Linked DNA regions of Sus scrofa: region 2 is linked to region 1. A link is a contact called in public HiChIP or PLAC-seq data. All regions are on one chromosome and are shown on one strand. The core of a region is the stretch at or near the end of the contact, and the rest is flanking DNA. Distances in the headings are between cores, read along the strand shown. Region 1 has its middle 3.4 kb from the start of GTPBP8. Region 2 overlaps ATG3 (ubiquitin-like-conjugating enzyme ATG3).

Region 1 (3,860 bases), core at 985-3,484:
TTTTTTCTTCTAGTAATTTAATTTTTTACAATAACATTAAATATTTAATACAATTGGAATTTGTTTTAATGAAAAGAATCTGCCAGGAATTCCCCTATATTTGTTTCCAAATAATTAGCCAGTTGCCTCAACAATATTTATGAAATAATTCATCTTTTCTTCACTGAAAGTGTATGTGGGTATGTTTGTAGACAACTCTGAACTTTGAAAGAGCATTTCATATGTGCCATTTCATTTCTAAACCTTTTGGTCCCAGGTGTGGAAATAAACCTGAGTGTAAAGGACCTTTGCCAATTCTTACAGGTGTTTTGGAGGTGTTCAGGGCTTAATAGGCATCACAGTACTCATTTTTTAGTCCCACATGAGGCCTACAAGTCAGAGGGGAAAAGCTAGAAATGGGAGTAATTGGCTTAGGGGAAATGCAGCTGTGGAACTGCAATGGGAATCATAGGATACTCAGGGAATTGTCAAAGTTTAGGAAAATAAATGAGGCCCAATCAGTATAAAAGGGGGTCCAGTCTGGTTGCAGTGGTACTCTGTTTTTTTGGCAATATCCTTACTCTGATTGTGGGCAGCATCTATGTTCCAGGTGGTCTGTCTGGGTGGAGTAGTATACCCTAGCCAATGGCTTTGGAACGGGAGTCAGGATCAAGCCTTTTGACTAGGCAGGGTGTCAGGGATGTGATTCAGAATAGTATTTAAGTCCTAATGGGGAAAGAGAATTTGCATTAGGAAACAAAGCAGCAACTTAGTTATGCAGATTGCACAGATATAACAACGATGTGAGATGGGGCTTGAATTGATCTAAGGGCATCTTAGCACTCCTCCCAGAAAACTGTGGAAAACCCATCCTTGGTCTAGTTCCACAGCACTGACATGAGGACGTACTAAACTGGTAACCCAGGGAGGTCGAAAAATGAAGCCTGTGTTTATGTACTGTTCTGTTGTGTACTCCTTCCCATACAATACTGTAGTGTACATTATCTCACACTGAGAGGAGTGAGGCACCCCTGCTCAAGTCCATCATTTGTTCATTCATCAAATATTCATGCTAGGCATGTACTAAGAACTGGAGATAGAAGAGTGAATAAATGAAACAGAAAAATGTTTATGTTCTCATGTTATGGTCTTGAGGCAGTGCAATAACTAAAACACAGGGTCTATTAGATAATGATAAATGCTTAGGAAAAAGCTAAAGCTAGATAGGGAAGTGAGTGGTGTCTCTGTGTGTTTGTGTTTTAGTGTGATCTCCACTGAGAAGGTGACATTTGAACATGAATGTGAAGGAAGTGAGGGAATAAGCATGTGATTATCTGGGGGAAGTATTTTGGTGGAAGCAAAAAGGCTCAGAAGCAGGAGTGTGTGTGGCTAGTTTAAGGAACAGCAAGGAAGCTAACGTGGCCAGGATGAAGTAAAAAAAAGATGGATGTGGGCAGTGACTCTAGCTATTTCTATCAAGTTTTGGCTTTGATATAGATATTTGAAGTGAACGTATAATATGTTGTATTTAGTTGGTTGGCATCCCTTGCATAGAGAGGAACCATCCACATCTACTCTGTGTGGTTCTACTGGGGGTATCAATGAACAGAATTCTACTCTTCTGATCACAGGAAGAGGCACTTGGCCCTACATTGTGTGTTTTAAGACAATAATGATTATTTGAATAATGTGAGAGTGATTCCAACCAAGGCAATCATTACATTAAAGTTAAACAGGCAGCTGGCCCTGCCCTGAGCCTCCTGTTACAATGCTGGAATGTGAGGCTCTTCTCCACTGCTTTGTAAAGGATGCCTATAGTGCTTTAAGAGGCAATGGAGCTAACACAGAAAGAAAAACAGTATTGAGAGGTGGGGGAGGCAGTGGCATGACCCCTTATGACCTATGCTGAATATCATGTTCTCTGTCCCTCTGCTCTCCCATCACACAAGTCAATACATTCCTCTCCATGTTACTGAAACTAATTTGACTGCAGCCAAGAGTCCTGTTTAAAGTAGCATTTTAAGATGGTGTGTGGTTCCTTGTGTAAATCCAGAGCCATCAGACTACCATGAAGGATAAATGGAATGTCCTATGTAAATTTCAATCCTATTATGGAGGAGGCAGGGTAAAGCTTTAGAGTGCCTGTGGCTGCAGGTTAAGCAAGCCAAACGGTTACCCTCCCTTAATGTAGCAGCTGGATTTCAGGAGGTCAAGAATCACCCTTCCACTCCGGATATTTCCTCATCCAGTAGTTCTTCATTATCTTTGGTAATGGTCTGGTTATGTTGTGAAAATTAGCAGAGTTCAGTGTGCTAATGGTCACCCTTCTGAGGAAAAGTAACTTCTCTTAGTCTAGGAGGTAGCTCAACACGAAGTTAACAAGATTTTACTATTTAATATAACTTAGGAAGGTATTATATACTTTACACACATACCTTAGAATCAGCTTTTATTGCTGGAACTGATCCAACCTAAATCTATAGTTATATTCTGTCATGTTTATCTAATAAGAATGAAAGGAACATAGGTAGGACAGTGATGAGATCTTACCATTAGGACAGGATCATCTCAATTGTTTCTTCAGTGATGTCTGTCTTTACAATGAATGACCATTGGATCCAGAGTGATCTCAATTTATGTCCAAGTCCTATAAGTGTTTAGTTTAGGGAGTCCATCTAAGACATGAAGAAGGCAAACACTTTAGGCAGAATCAGTGACACCAGAGAGTTAGCATGCAAGCAATATGCACAGGTAACTCTGATGCTAGGCTAGAAATCATGTGAAAGACCTATAGACTCAGAAATTCTTGGAAAACTTACTTCTACACGCAGAGGGAGGCAATGGGTTAGGTCTCAGTGTCTAATTTACACAAGACCTTTTCCACCATACTTCTCCCCTTGTTTTAAACAACAATCATTAACGTTTATTGATTGCTTGCTATGCGAGGAATTGATCTGGGTGCCAGGAATCAAATAGAAAAACATGGTTACCCAGCTAAAATGGAAAAAATAAAAATCATTATAAAAAAATGAAACATTAATACCTGAAAAAAAAAAGAAAAAGAAAAATATGGTTACAATCTAATTTGGATCTCAAACACATGTATTAGGAAGGCACATTGTATGAATGAGAGTAACATGGGGGAACTTTCCACATGTAACTTAAATTGCTTAAATTGTAATAACTACTGCCTGAATGAATGCTTTAAATTAAAAAATGCATTTTATTATGTTTTTCAATTTTTCTGTGCAACCACTAAATAAAAATTAAACATCACCTAACATGTTGACACAAATTTATGGCACAGATGTGTAACATGATATATGATTTGTACTCCTAATTATATTTTATAAATTGTTATGTCTGAAATTTATTATTTAACCATCATTCAAGAAATAACAGAGACAGGAGTTCCCTTTGTGGCTCAGCAGGTTAAGAACCTGACTAGTGTCCATGAGGATATGGGTTCAATCCCTGGCCTTGCTCAGTAAGTTAAGGATCCACTGTTGCTGCAAGCTGTTGGCATAGGTTGCATCTGCTCGGATCTGGTATTGCTGTGGCTGCAGCCTAGGCCAGTAGCTGCAGCTTTGATTTGACCCCTAGCCTGGGAACTTCCATATGCCACAGGTAGCAGGTGTGGCCCTGAAAAAAAAAAAAAAAGAAATCTTGTTAGGGGGCTCATCAAATCACTTAGTTTCATTTTATATTTCATTAATGTAACTTTAGAGAATATCTCTAACTTCATAGAACTTTTTTTTTTCTTCAAGGAAGTTTTTTGAGCTTTCTTCTAAGGTTATGCCTGCTGTACTAACAGATTTCTCAGATCTGGAGATTAAATATCAGACAGTGTTCATGTGTAGGAGATGAGTTCTTAGAATGAA
Region 2 (3,860 bases), core at 343-2,842, 360 kb after region 1:
GTATAAAAGAGTAATTTAGCAGGTTAGTGAATTTTACATCGATTTATCCATGACTAATAGCTAGAGCTTAAATATAATTATGAAATTCATATTGAAAGTTACTGTAGTATTGGAAGCCAGAGGTCACCTCTACCACCTCTGAGTATGACAGGTGGTGACTGCATGTTCTGAGAGTAAAGCCATTAAAATGATGTATTATTATTCATTAGCCTGAGGTTGAACAATGTCATCTCTGGCTTCAGGCTTGCTGTTTTTTACAGATCATCAGGGTAGAGAATACTTAGAATGCTCACCGTGGAGTGGGAGTCTTCTGACTAAAGCTATTTAGGGAAAGATGAGTGTGGTCAAATAATTATGTGTCCGTGGCCTGAATGTAACTCTTAAGTACGTTTATTAGAAGTAAAATATAATACTCATCTATTATTTTGGTTGTAGAAATATATTTTATGGAATAAATTTTCTTTATTTTCCCTAATGGATTTGTAGGAAGCAGATTGTGTGCTAGTAACCGGCCTTGCCATTTTTTTTTTATAGTGCCATGCTACAAGCGGTGCAAACAGATGGAATATTCAGATGAATTGGAAGCTATCATTGAAGAAGATGATGGTGATGGGGGATGGGTAGATACTTACCATAACACAGGTAAGAGGAGAACAGAATGGCATATGTTTAAATTGTTTAAACTCTTTTGCAATCTTTTGTAACAGCTTTGATTTAAAACAAAACAAAACAAAAACATAGTTTTGTCCCAGTAGACTTTTACCTGAAAAGAAGCAGGAGGACAAATTAGAAAAAAAGAAAAGAATGCCCCGGGAGTGTGCAAAATTCCTATAGTACTGCTACTTTAGTAGCAATTTGAAAATATCCATATTGTTTTCTTTAGTTCTAAAAGCAAGAAAGCCATCAGAAATGCAGAGTATGCATACTACTTTGCTTTAGAAACCCTTATTATATGTCGTCCCATCACTCAATGACAAACTTAGGTTTCAGGACAGGAACCATGCTGTACTCATGTTTATTTTACTCAGAGACATGGCATTTAAAAATCTTTGGTAGTTTGTTGAATGATTACTGAAAGCATTGTAAGGACTATAGGCTTCATGAAGGTAGAGATTGTTGAATCTTCAATATCTAACATAATATCTGATATAGAAGTTGTTCACTACATTTTTATTAAATAATTAAATTTAAACCTTTAATAAGAATATGTTTGCACAAGCTGTTGTAACTGAATATGATTTTTTCAGTTCACGTCATTAAAACTTATTTTGCCAGAATGTCTATGTGACTGTAAATGCCTATTATTATATGCTGCTATAGCTAACTACCATTAATGATTTAGTTTTAATAAAGAAATTATGTTCCAAGTTTAAATCTAGGATACTAAAAACAAGTTTTCTGTCTGTAGCTCCTGGCAAGTAGGAGGTATATCAAATGTCTCAAACTTAGTGCTGTTAACATTTTGGGCTGAATAGTTGTCATAGCATTTCCTGTGCATTGCAGAATGTTTAGCAGTATCTTTGGGCTCTACCCACTAGACACCAATAGCATTCTCCCAGTTGTGACAACTAGAAATGTCTCTAGATGTTGTGAAATATTCTATGAAGGCTAAAATTGCTGCCCTCTGTTGAGACTCATGGCAGTAGTCAGAGGGCTAAATAATCTGCCCAGGAAAAAAGTACCTCATTGAGTCAGTTTCTCCTCTACTCTGAGTAAAGGACACTGCCATCTGTTTCATTATGATGATTTTGAAACAGATGCAGGACTTGAGCTCTTTGATTTGAAACTTTTCTTCCTTTTTTTTTTTTTTTTTTTTTTTTTGTCTTTTTGCTTTTTCTAGGGCCACACCCGCGCGCGGCGTATGGAGGTTCCCAGGCTAGGGGTCGAATAGGAGCTATAGCTGCCAAGCCTACGCCCCAGCCACAGCAACGCGAGATCCAAGCCTTGTCTTCCATCTACACCATAGCTCACAGCAACGCTGGATCCTTAACCTACTGAGCAAGACTAGGGATTGAACCCGCAATCTCATTCATGGTTCTTAGTCAGGTTCACTAACCACTGAGCCGCAGCGGGAACTCCTGAAACTTTTCTTCTTTAATAGGTTGAAAGTTATATCAATGCCCAGAGAAAATAACAGATTGAATAACTTCTTAAAATAATTTCAAATACCATCATATTTTCCCACTGAGTAGTGCTATTAGATGGCTCCCCCTCACCCCCACCCTGATCTTTCCATTATCTTGCAGCTGCTCCGCCTTAGTCTTCACATGATTGGAAGAAATGGGTAGCACGTCTGTAGGAAATTGTTGATTGACTAGAGCCATGGGTTATAGCACTGTTTCTGATGTCAATAAGTTTCTCTTTTGTCAAGTTGTATTGTGTTTCATAATCCCTATCCCAAAATCCAGGTACATTTTTACAAAGGCGTTAATCGCAGAGATAAGTAGTTGTCAGTATGATTGGATGGACAGAAATCTGTTACAGAAATTCTAAAGAAATGCTTACCTTACTGACAGAAGACAAATATCATTTTCTTTTCTTTTTCTTTTTCTTTTTTTTTTTCTTTTTTTGCTTTTTAAGGCCACACCTGTGGCATATGGAGGTTCCCAGACTAGGGGTCAAATTGGAGCTACAGCTGCCGGCCTACACTACTGCCACAGCAACAATGGATCTGAGCCCTGTCTGTAACCTACATCACAGCTCACAGCAATGCCTGATCCTTAACCCACTGAGCAGGGCCAGGGATTGAACTCACAACCTCATGGTTCCTAGTCGGATTCGTTCCGCTGAGCCACAATGGAAACTCTAATTTCTTATGTGGAAAACAATATAGTATCATATGTCAGTTAATTTGGTGTACATAATAAATGCTAAGTAATGTCTATGAGAGGTACGCTTGGAATTTTAAGTTTAAATTATATTCTGATTGTATTAAGCAGTGCTTCCAACTGACTCACAAGTTCAGGGTACCTAGTCCTTATTTGCCTTAGTTACCTTTGCTTTATCCCTGCTTTTCTTCTCTCATGTTTCTTTTATTTCTGTTAGCCCTTGTATTAGTCATAGTTCTCCAGAATAACCATGGATATAGATATAGATAGGTTTATTTTGAAGAATTGGCTTATGCGATCATGGGAACTAGAAATTCTGAAATGTATATAGGGCAGGCTGGCCAGCAGCCTGAAGACTCAGGGAAGGCTTGATTGCTGTGGCTGGAGTCTGAGGGCAGTCTGGAGGCAGAATTAATTCTTCTTCTAGAACACTTCTGTCTTTTTCTCTTAAGGCCTTCAATTGCTTGAATGAGGCTCACACACATTGTGGAGGGTGATCTGCTTTACTGCTTTACTCTATACTGACTTAAATGTTAAGCACAGCTAAAAATACCTTCATAGCAATGTCTAGACTGGTGTGTGATCAAACATCTGGACACAGTTACCTACCCAGGTTGACATAAAAAATCAATCATCACAACCCTTGAGAGTATTACCTTCATTAGAGTCATTTGAGCTTTCCTTTCTTTTACTGGAATGTCCTACTATTAGCAGACTCTGGTTTACTACTACATTACATTTATACAGTAGAAGAGGTTTATTTTCTTTATGCGAAGTAGTAAATTCAATAAATTGTTTTGTAATACCAATTCATTATATGAATATTTGGGTTTTACTGTTAGAAAATAATCATACCTATTATAAAATAATTTCTAGGAGTTCCTGTCATGGTGCAGTGGTTAAGGAATCCAACTAGGAATCATGAGGTTGTGGGTTCGATCCCTGCCCTTGCTCAGTGGGTTAACGAACCAGCGTTGCCATGAGCTGTGGTGTAGGTTGCAGACGCGGCTTGGATCCTGCGTTGCTGTGGCT

Evidence for each region. HiChIP or PLAC-seq counts read pairs in DNA pulled down with a chosen protein or histone mark.
Region 2: an H3K27ac HiChIP or PLAC-seq map of alveolar macrophages shows a contact between it and region 1. The contact joins two enhancer-like sites. A contact is called at or near these places in 1 of 5 promoter capture datasets (fetal skeletal muscle) and 1 of 2 datasets of contacts at active chromatin or transcription factors (alveolar macrophages).

What each region holds. Positions count from the first base shown.
Region 1 is chr13:146,934,362-146,938,221 of Sscrofa11.1, forward strand. No RefSeq gene overlaps it. Among named protein-coding and RNA genes, the nearest start is that of GTPBP8, 3.4 kb to the left of the region's middle. Within about 2 kb of position 2,235, at least 3 of the 83 cell types and tissues checked have an H3K27ac peak or open chromatin away from gene starts, as enhancers often do. A contact at or near this core is called in alveolar macrophages, where this site is marked.
Region 2 is chr13:147,292,194-147,296,053 of Sscrofa11.1, forward strand. ATG3 (ubiquitin-like-conjugating enzyme ATG3) reads left to right here. Exons shown (of 12, transcript XM_003132682.6): 5 at 535-642. Among named protein-coding and RNA genes, the nearest start is that of SLC35A5, 15 kb to the left of the region's middle. Within about 2 kb of position 1,593, at least 2 of the 83 cell types and tissues checked have an H3K27ac peak or open chromatin away from gene starts, as enhancers often do. A contact at or near this core is called in alveolar macrophages, where this site is marked.